Linked DNA regions of Mus musculus: all the other regions are linked to region 2. The links are chromatin contacts, called in public Hi-C and promoter capture Hi-C maps. All regions are on one chromosome and are shown on one strand. The core of a region is the stretch at or near the end of the contact, and the rest is flanking DNA. Distances in the headings are between cores, read along the strand shown. Region 1 overlaps Fcho2 (FCH domain only 2). Region 2 overlaps Tnpo1 (transportin 1). Region 3 overlaps Gm35215 (a long non-coding RNA gene).

Region 1 (3,171 bases), core at 120-2,619, 72 kb after region 2:
ACCCTGAGGCAAGGGCAGCCAGCAGCAGTTAGAGGATCTGGTAGGAGCTGCTTACCTAACATCACCAGGAAGTTCGGAGCACATAAGGAGAAGCTCAGAGCACGGTAAGGAGGCTGGGGTTGAGCTTTGTCTGCCCAGGCTACAGAATTCCTCCAGTATGTCTCCAGATTATAAATCCACCAAAGGATTAATCCATTATTCAGGGCAGAGGCCTCATGACCTCCTGCATTCTCAGTGATTGGGTTAACCAGCCGGAGACCAAACCTTTAACATAGGAACTTTTGGGGACACTAGGTATCCAAACCACTAGGATAGCCCTTAACACTGTCCAAGGTTTTAGACATCCACTGGGGTCCCCTGCTGGCTTTTTAACATGCAGCATGCTCTCATTTTTGTTTTTTTTTTTTGTTTTGTTGTTTTTTAATTTTTTGAGACAGGGTTTCTCTGTGTAGCCCTGGCTGTCCTGGAACTCACTCTGTAGACCAGGCTGGCCTCCAACTCAGAAATCCACCTGCCTCTGCCTCCCAAGTGCTGGGATTAAAGGCGTGCGCCACCACTGTCTGGCTTTCATTTTTGCATTTTTAATTAAAGTTTTGTAACTTTGTTATGTTTGGATCACTAAACAATAGATAATATAACAGCAATTTAATTTAACAGAGCTACAATAGAAGAGGCATACTCCAGATCAATGACAAAACTAGCGAAATCTGCAAGCAATTATTCACAACTTGGGTGAGTTAATTTCTGGCTGTTTTTGAAAATTTATTAAGGCAAAGTTCTTGAGACTATTGGGTTTCTGCTAAACATCTGAGAGTTTGTAAATAAAATGATATTCAGTGATATATATCACTTAGTGCTAATACAGTTTCAAAGTGTGTTAAAGTGGAAACTAAAGGGTTCCTTGGAAAGCCAGTTCTGTCGGATGGTGTTTTGCTGGGGCAAACACATAAAGGAGTGTTTTCTTGAAGTGGACACGATTGGAAGGATGTTTTGCTAAAGCAGACAAGTGAAGGGACATTGAGCTGAGGCGGACACAGGTGAAAGGATGTCTCACTAAGGCGGATTCCTGAAGGAGTGTTTGGCTGAAGCAGACCCAGGTAAAAAGATGTTTGGCTGAAGCAGACATGTGAAAGGATGAATGATGAAGGAGTCTTCGCTAATGACACACAAGTATTGATCCACTTTGCATTGCGCAGTTGAGCTCCATTTGTCAAGACTCCATAGAGAAAAATGCACCAAAAAAACTTCTGGTGGTGTTCTGGCAGCTTTTTGCCACTTCTGAGGGAGGACTCAGGCCAATTGGCAGAGTGATATCAGCTGGTACAGACTCATTCTGAGGCAAGACCCATGGAAGACATGTGATGTTTGAAGGGAGTGTAAATAGGTCTCAGTGGACTGTGAGAGAGGCTTGCTTGTAGAGCTAGCTTTGCAGCAACACTTCTTGGTCTTAGCTGATTTGCTTTGTTGAGGGAGACACAACTAATAACTTCTCCCGGTGTCTGTCCCTGGTGGTCCTGGTCCCTCCTGCTGACTTGTGCTGATTCAGCTGAGGCCTGGCTGTCTCTGCTGGTATATTCATGAAGTATTTGCCAGTGGATCGAGCTGCCACTGCTGAATCCTGTGAACTGAGCTATTGATTTCCTGACAATGCAAATGGGATTTGCTCCAAAGAACAATTTCTAAACAGGTCCACTTCCCCCAAATCTTTTTTTTTGTTTGTTTGTTTTTTGTTTTTCAAGACAGGGTTTCTCTGTATAGCCTTGTCCGTCCTGGAACTCACTTTGTAGACCAGGCTGGCCTCGAACTCAGAAATCCCCCTGCCTCTGCCTCCCGAGTGCTGGGATTAATGGCGTGTGCCACCACGCCTGGCCACTTCCCCCAAATCTTAATAACCTTTCTTTTTTTCTCACTACATCTGGTGGGTGGTGGGCTAGAAGGGAGGTTAAAGCATTTAAGAACCATTTGAGTAGGTTGAGTAAAAAATCTAAAGCTACAGTGTGTTGTTAGGCAATTTTGTTATTTGTAAATATCTTAGAGTATATTTACAAAAACTAAAATGTCTATGAGAAAACTTAGTGATAAGGTTATGGCCGTTGATGTCTGTTGTTGCATATATGATTATGCAACAAAATGTCACTGTGAGCATGTGGCTGACTATATTGAGTACCTACTTAAAATGTCTGTTTCATACATATAAATATATTCCTGGTAGGCAATGTCATTTAGTTACTGAATCAGTCAGTACGAAGATAATGAAACTTTTTCTATAAAAAATTTTGAAGTTAAAATATAACCACATTTTCTCCCTTCCCTTCATACCTATACCCTCCTTTGTTTTCACTCAGATTCATACCTCTGGTTTTTTAAATGTCATTACATAGATTTACATGTTTATGTATGTATAAACATATAAATACAACCCCCTTAGTACTTATAGTGTTGTATGTGACTTCAGGGCTGACTGTTGGAATTGGAGCCCCCTGAGGAGCTCTGCCATGGAGACTATTCTTTTCTTCTTAGTGTTTCTTGGTTGCCTGGACTTCTTTGTCTAGGATTAAGGCTTCATGAAAATTAGTTTTTCAGTGTATTGATTTAATATTGCTAGGTTTTGAGATTGCAATTAAATATGTATAAAGTACTATTCTAGTTTTCTGAAAGTTCATTTAATTTTTGTTGCACTTCAGCAGTGATCTTTAAAAACTCATTGAAGTGATCTAAAGTGGTAATACATGACCTGTAATCCCAGCATAAGGAGACTGAGATGGGAAGGTATGAGAGCAGCCTCCATAGGCTACAGAGTGAGACCCAATCTTAGGATTGGGTGCAGCAGCAACAGCAAATCACCTAGAAGATAAACTTCATGTAAATGATTAAAGTATTTTTAAATTCCTTCTATTAGTTAAAAATTTATATTCCTTATAAAATGAAAATTAGTAAGACTTCATTTGCTGTAGAAAACATAGTGTAACATCTGTGAAAAGAATAATTATGTAATATAAACTGTAACAACTCCAGAACGAAGGGTTAATTTTATTATCTTAAAGTTGAGGAAAGGCTGGTTGTATGTTTGTCTAACAAGATTTTGTGGTGGGTTGTAGTAAGAGGCTCATCTATAGCTGGGATTCTGGTGAGTCGGAATCTCTTGAAATTTTAACAAAGTTCTGTGACTAT
Region 2 (3,349 bases), core at 237-2,736:
CCCCTAGTTGGACTGAGTCAGGCCTCAGTGGGAGAAGATCATGCTGCCACTTTGATGTCCCTGGGGGCAGGCGGGTACCCAAGGAGGGGATTCCCTTTCTCTGAGGAGAAGGGGAGTGGGTAATGGTGGAGGGATTTGTGAGGGCAGGATGGGGGGGGGGTGCTGCTGCTACGGGGATGAATAATATGATAGATTAGTGAAAGAGACTAAGATCTGGCCATGGGGGCTGGAGAGATGCTCAGTGGTTAAGAGCACTGCCTGCTCTTCCAGAGGTTCTGAGTTCAATCCCAGCAACCACGTGGCGGCTCACAACCATCTGTAATGAGATCTGACGCCCTCTTCTGGTGTGTCTGAAGACAGCTACAGTATACTTATTTATAATAATAAATAGATCCTTGGGCCAGAGCAAGCAGGGTTGACTGGAGCAAGCAGAGCCAACCAGAGTGAGCAGAAGTCCTAAATAAAATCCCCAACAATCACATGAAGGATCTCAACCATCTGCACAGCTACAGTGCACTCACATGCATAAAATAAATAAATAAATCTATTTTAAAAAATAATAATCTGGCCACAGTCCATAAGCAGAGCAGTTTCTTTTCAGAACCTCTTCCTGATTGCAGCAAGCAGAAAAGCTGAAATTCTAAGAAGGGATGGAGTCATTTTAATTTTCTCAACAGCTTCTTTCTGAATTCTCTCTGTGGACCAGGCTGGCCTCTTACTTCCCGGATCTGCCTGCCTCCACCTGTCCACCCCGCCCCACCCAGCCCAGCGTGTTTAAGGATTTGTAAGAAGTGGTGTGTGCATGAGTCCTGGGACAGTTGTCAGTTCACTCCTGCCTTGCTGAGACTGAATTTCCTGTTTCTGCTACTGTGCTATAGACTGCAGACTGTCAGGCCTCCCTCCGGGCTTCCTGGCCGCCTTCTCTGTCTACAGCCCAGCTCACTGTAGGTGTTGCTGGCATTGCAAACGAGTGTCACTACATCAGGTTGTTTTGTTTTGTTTTCCCCTTTTGAAAAAACAAAACAACAGCTGAATGCTAGGGGCAAATCTCAGGTTGTTAGACTTTGGACACAGCGTACATGCTCACTCTGAGCGGACTCTCTCTCGCTTTAGTGTCTATCTTAGAGTGGCCTTGAACTCTTGATCTCTCAGGACAACCAGAGGGCACCAGCTTCTGTGCCCATCCTAAAGGTGGCTTGGTCTTAGTAAAAACTTGTTATAGTCAAAAATTATCAGTGTGGACCTAAGATTCCATGCAGGCTAGTTTCAATTCCTTTACCAGCTGGCACATTTTTAACCCCTGCTAATTATTAATCTATGAAATGAATAATATTAGTATCTTGGGCTGTGACAATTGGATATACTATTCTGTGTAATGCTCCCACTTATTAACCTTCTAGAGGAGTTTATAAGCATTAGCACAGGAGTGGTGACTGTTCACTTTCCTCTCTACTAGTAGGTAGGTAGTTGACTTGGTGAATAGCAACGATCTAGGCTTGGGTTGTTCTCCGGCTCCCTCTGCTGCTCCAATAGGGAAGTGAGCACTTACACCCAGAGGATGATGCAGTGCCATTAGTTTGTTAATTAGCTTGTGGGTGGGTCTTTGAAACAGGATCTAGCTTAGGCTGTCCAGGAACTTCTGCCTCAGCTTTCAGACAGCTAGGACTGCACATACAGCAATCCAAAAAAAAAAATTTTTTTTTTAAATTACATACAGCTGAGCAGCTGGGAAGATGGCTCAGTCTGTAATATGACTTTAGCTCAGATTGATTTCTAGCACTCAACATAAACAGCCAAGCATGGCATTGTGTGCCTATAACGCCAGCACTGGGGTGGGGTAAAGGAGGAGAGATCCCTTCAGCTTGATAACCAACAAATGTCAAGAAGAATTGTGAGGCTTCAGGTTTAGTGAGTGAGCTCACCTAATTAAAATGGTGGTGGTGGTGGTGGTGGTGGTGGTATAGCAGTATAATAGACTGGCTGTGGGATACCTCTGGTCTCCACGTGCACACACTCCTCTCACACACATGTACTTACTTACCTGCATCACTTACATGCCTATACCCTGCACACAAAGCCTGGCTGTCATTAAGAGTGGTGTTTTAGGCCTGGAGAGATGGCTTAATGAGGAAGTACCACTCATCTAGAGAACCTGAGTTCATTCCCAGCACCCACATCAGATGACGCATAACCAACTCCAACTCCAAGGACTGACTTGGCCTCTGTGGGCACTCGTACTTTGTGCAACCCCCAGATGTGTATGTGCACAAAGGAGTTCCAGATTAGCCACAGTGCACAAAGAGACTTTTTCCCACAAAATCAAAAAGGAGAAAATAGAAATTATGGTCTAACTAGGAGGGAACCTGTGTTTCGTGTACAACAGAACCTCTTTGCACTGGCTGGCGACGAGGAAGCAGAGGTGCGGAAGAACGTGTGCCGGGCGCTTGTGATGTTGCTTGAAGTCCGGATGGATCGCCTGCTTCCTCATATGCACAACATAGTCGAGGTAACCAAAGCATCCCCTTTGAGGGAAGACACATGAAATAGATATGGCTGTTTTTAAATTGTAAATCCTCTTGGTCAGTTTTGTTTTTGTTTTGTTTTGTTTTGTGAGATTTAAGTTATTATTAGAGGGGTTTTTTTTTTGTTTTGGTTTGTTTTTTGTTTGTTTTTTTTTTTGGTTTTTTTTTTTTTGGTTTTTCAACACAGGGTTTCTCTTTGTAGCCCTGGCTGTTCTGGAACTCACTCTGTAGACCAGAGTGGCCTCAAACTCAGAAATCCGCCTGCCTCTGCCTCCCAAGTGCTGGAATTAAAGGCGTGCGCCACCACTGCCCGGTGGAGGAATTATTTAAACATAGAGACTAGGTTTTGCTCATCATGACTAGGAAATTCTCATTAAAAATAGTATGCCGAGTTATAGGTATTTGGGGGATATTGGGTGATGTATTCTTGGATTGTTATAAAATAAAATTAAAAATTGAATCTGTCAGTTTGTAGTTTCATTATCAATATGATTCGCCTAATTTTGTGACTTAGCAGAAGGTTGAGGTTTCTAAGAAGGACATTGGCAAGGTGGTGGGGGAGCAGGGCATCCTGCATCCCAGCACTAGAAAGGCAGAGGCAGGCCAGCCCGGTGTATAGAGCGAGGTCCAGGGCTGCAGGGACTGCACAGAGAGACCCTAGCTTGGTTCAACAACCCAAGTAGATGTTAAAGGTTTTTCCATTCTTGTGTAGTTGAAGTCAGGTCACTAGGAAACATATCAGTTGCACTTGTTTAAGTGAAGACTCTAGAAGATAGAGAAGGGAAGCAGTTATTTAGGCTCCATGTAGTACCACTAGAGTCAAGCTC
Region 3 (3,209 bases), core at 282-2,781, 74 kb before region 2:
TGTGCGTGCGTACCTAGGGAAGAAAGTGCCTTCTACTCGTGAAGGCCTTTCATTCCAGCAGCTGTCAACAGTGGCATACTGTATGAGCCATAGACCACTATAGCAGAACAAGAGACCTGTCCATTTGGGACAAGACCTACCAACACTCATAAATGATCCAAATACATAAAAACACGGAGAAGACCCAAAAGGACAGGTAACTCTTGAGAAATGTCTGGCCCGTACTCTGGCAGCCAGGGGAAAGAAACCTTAACCTAACTGTGGCTGAACAACTTTTATTTCTGGAACGAATAAATCATAACGCGTTTAACCATTTTGTACTGCAGAACACGTGGTTCCCCACATGCTTTCTTTTTTACAATGTAAATGTTGATGCTACCAGAAGTTTTGGAGTCTTTTCTCCTAAAGAAGCGACTCAATACAGGAATAATGAATACAGAAATTTCAAATCCTAGCTCTTTCCTTGACTAGCTATGTGATTTTAAGTAATTATCCATTCACCCCAGTTTTCTCCTGTGTAAATTGGGGATAATGAACATCCGGCTTCACTTCTGCTTTGAAGATGAAGCCACTGTATACTTACATGTTCATGGATTGAAAAAATAACACTGGTCTGGTAGTATAGGCCTCATCCCAGAGACTCAGGAGGCAAGAACATCACTAGGTCAGGATCTACCTTGGCTTCGGAGTAAATTCAAGTCCAGCCTGGGCAACTTAGTGAGACTGTCTCAAAAATATGGAATGAGGGTTGGGGAGATAGTTCAGTGGTAGTGACTAGCCTGGCATGTGTATGACCTTGAGTCTAAGTCCAGGGACCAATGCTTAAACCTCCCTAAAGGAAAAGGTCCTTTATGCATGGATAACACCCTACGTGATAACTGCTATAGCATTAAAGACCGAAACTTGACTTATTCTTAGTTGCAATAGGGCATGCATGCTATTCTGTTCTTGATTTCTAATCCTAAGTCACTCTTTAAATTACTTTATTGCATCAATCTATATTGACAGTGGTGATGCCTCTGTGATCTTGTGTGGCTTCTTCATAATTTTATGACATGCCCTTAAGCATATTAAATGTCACATATTACTGTACTGTTGCTTTCAATGTGGATGTATGTAATTGCAACTAAAAACTTTTAAAATTTTATTATTATTATTATTATTATTATTTTACTTATTCACTTTACATCCTGCTCACTGCCTCACCTCCCGGTCACCCTCCTCCCACAATCCCTCCTCCATCCTTCCTCCTGTTTCCTGAGTGTGTGGGGGCCCCTGGGTATCCCCCTACCCTGGCATCAAGTCTCAGCAGGGCTAGGTGCATTCTCTCCCACTCTAAGTCTAGACAAGGCAGCCCCGCTAAAAGAACATATACCAGTTACAGGCAACAGCTCCTGGGGTAGCCCCCACTCCCACCCCACCCCACCCCCACTCCAGTTGTTTGGGACCCGCATAAAGAGCAAGCTGTACATCTGCTACAGGCAGCTCTTTCCTGGTTGGCCTGTTCTCCGTGCACTTTTGCTCCCTAGTGATTGCTGCAAGGCCTTCGCTTTCTCTAAAGTCTGACAAATTCAAAATGCTGTTCCTTCAGCTGTCAAATTCCCTTCAAGGAATTTCCCCTGTCTCTTGTTTTCTTTCTTCTCTCGTTGTTTTGTTTGTTTGTTTGTTTTTGTTATGTTTGTTTGATTCGAGGCATTTAAAACATTCATGGAAGCCCGTGCTTCCAGCTTCTATTTTTTTCCACCACCACTTCCTCTCCTCTTTTTTTTTTAAATTTTTTTTCCTCACCACTAGATTTGTTAATATTTAACTCCCTGTAGTTTTGTCCTTAAGGGCAGACTGTTAACCATCTATGTACCTGTGCAGCTAGCCTAGCTCCAGCGCTTGATCAACAGCCAATAAATAGCTGTGCAGTGAATAACGAAGGCGTAAGCAGAAGTCCATAGACCACAGAAGTGCACACGAAGGCCACGTTTCTTTAACAGCCAAGTTAGGGAAACCACACACCTACATGTTATAGCCTCTGAGAAACCTGCTTCTCCCTGGGATTGGCCTCCTGGGGGGCCATTACTGCTCCACAAATGCAGTCATTGTCTTGTTATCACTGCGTCCCAGAGGGTCACTCCTGTTATCTGGTAGCTTCTCCAGAATGACATTCTGTCCTATTAGTTTCTCTTCCAAGAATGGACTTTGAGCTCTCTCTTAAGTCTCCAAGGGGCACTCTTGCAAGAGAAACGCAGTTAAGGGCTCGAGCTATGGAGCTCAATGGAAGAGTGTTTGCCCAACATGTATAAGGAACTGGGTTGATCCCCAGAACCACAAAAAGTGATTGATTGATTAATCAATTGACAAAAATGTGCTGCAGATTTTTTGTTTGTTTATTTGTTTTGTTTTGTTTTGTTTTGTTTTGAGACAGGGTTTCTCTGTGTAGCCCTGGCTGTCCTGGAACTCACTTTGTAGACCAGGCTGGCCTTGAACTCAGAAATCCGCCTGCCTCTGCCTCCCGAGTGCTGGGATTAAAGGCGTGTGCCACCACGCCCGGCTGTAGATTTTTATTATTGTTTTTTGTTTGTATTGTTTCAAGACAGTGTCTCACTGTATAGCCCTGGCTGTCCTGGAATTCACTATGTAGAGTTACAGAGACCCACGCAGCCTCCTGAGGGCTGGGATCAAGCGCATTCACTGCCACCATGACCAGCAGATTTAGATGTGAAAAAGCAAATATACTATGGATGCCAGCAACTACTGGAACACCCAGTATACAATGTCCAGTTCACCCCTACTAGCAGAAATCTCCAGACAGCTCCACACTCTAGACCAGAGCCCTGAGGACTGTGGTAAGAAAGGAATCAGCTAGACAGACAGAAGAGACCTCGATACCTCATGTCTCTCCTCAAAAGGCAGTTATAGAGCGGAAATCCCCATTAGGGCTCAGACGAGTCAGTGATGATCCATTAGCAGTGTATCTCTCAGGTCTGAGTTACGATGTCTTTAATGAAACCATGGGATGCTGATGGTCCAAACAGTGTTCTAACAGCCTGGCTCCCACCGAAAGCACTTTTATACACTTCATCTCCAGACAAGGGCAAGATCTACACAACTTTAGTGCTCTATGTCCATCTATCCCTCCCTCCCTTGCTCCCTCCCTTCCTCCCACTCTTTCTCCTTTCCCTTCTCTCTTCTTTCCCCCCTCCTCCCCTCCCTCCCTT

Evidence for each region. Hi-C and Micro-C count contacts between places; a contact is called where the count stands out from the background. Capture Hi-C pulls out chosen DNA fragments and counts their contacts.
Region 1: a promoter capture Hi-C map of liver shows a contact between it and region 2. The contact joins two enhancer-like sites. A contact is called at or near these places in 1 of 15 datasets of contacts at CTCF or cohesin (the NIH/3T3 cell line), 6 of 484 Hi-C or Micro-C datasets (CD8 T cells, LSK cells, germline stem cells and 3 more), 1 of 115 datasets of contacts at active chromatin or transcription factors (microglia) and 3 of 9 other capture datasets (adipose tissue, liver and pancreatic islet).
Region 3: a Hi-C map of liver shows a contact between it and region 2, with 2.2 times the contacts expected there. The contact joins two enhancer-like sites. A contact is called at or near these places in 1 of 15 datasets of contacts at CTCF or cohesin (pro-B cells), 10 of 484 Hi-C or Micro-C datasets (B cells, CD8 T cells, the N1E-115 cell line and 5 more), 3 of 115 datasets of contacts at active chromatin or transcription factors (bone marrow-derived dendritic cells, embryonic stem cells and intestinal villus epithelium) and 3 of 9 other capture datasets (adipose tissue, liver and pancreatic islet).

The regions. Positions count from the first base shown.
Region 1 is chr13:98,793,854-98,797,024 of GRCm38.p6, reverse strand. Fcho2 (FCH domain only 2) reads left to right here. Exons shown (of 26, transcript NM_172591.3): 3 at 658-732. Among named protein-coding and RNA genes, the nearest start is that of Fcho2, 20 kb to the left of the region's middle. Within about 2 kb of position 1,369, at least 5 of the 459 cell types and tissues checked have an H3K27ac peak or open chromatin away from gene starts, as enhancers often do. A contact at or near this core is called in liver, where this site is marked.
Region 2 is chr13:98,866,203-98,869,551 of GRCm38.p6, reverse strand. It overlaps Tnpo1 (transportin 1), which reads left to right. Exons shown (of 24, transcript NM_178716.3): 8 at 2,384-2,506. Among named protein-coding and RNA genes, the nearest start is that of Gm34995, 52 kb to the right of the region's middle. Within about 2 kb of position 1,486, at least 50 of the 459 cell types and tissues checked have an H3K27ac peak or open chromatin away from gene starts, as enhancers often do. A contact at or near this core is called in intestinal villus epithelium and liver, where this site is marked.
Region 3 is chr13:98,940,868-98,944,076 of GRCm38.p6, reverse strand. The region is part of intron 1 of Gm35215 (a long non-coding RNA gene); the gene reads left to right. Among named protein-coding and RNA genes, the nearest start is that of Gm35215, 3.5 kb to the left of the region's middle. Within about 2 kb of position 1,531, at least 40 of the 459 cell types and tissues checked have an H3K27ac peak or open chromatin away from gene starts, as enhancers often do. A contact at or near this core is called in intestinal villus epithelium and liver, where this site is marked.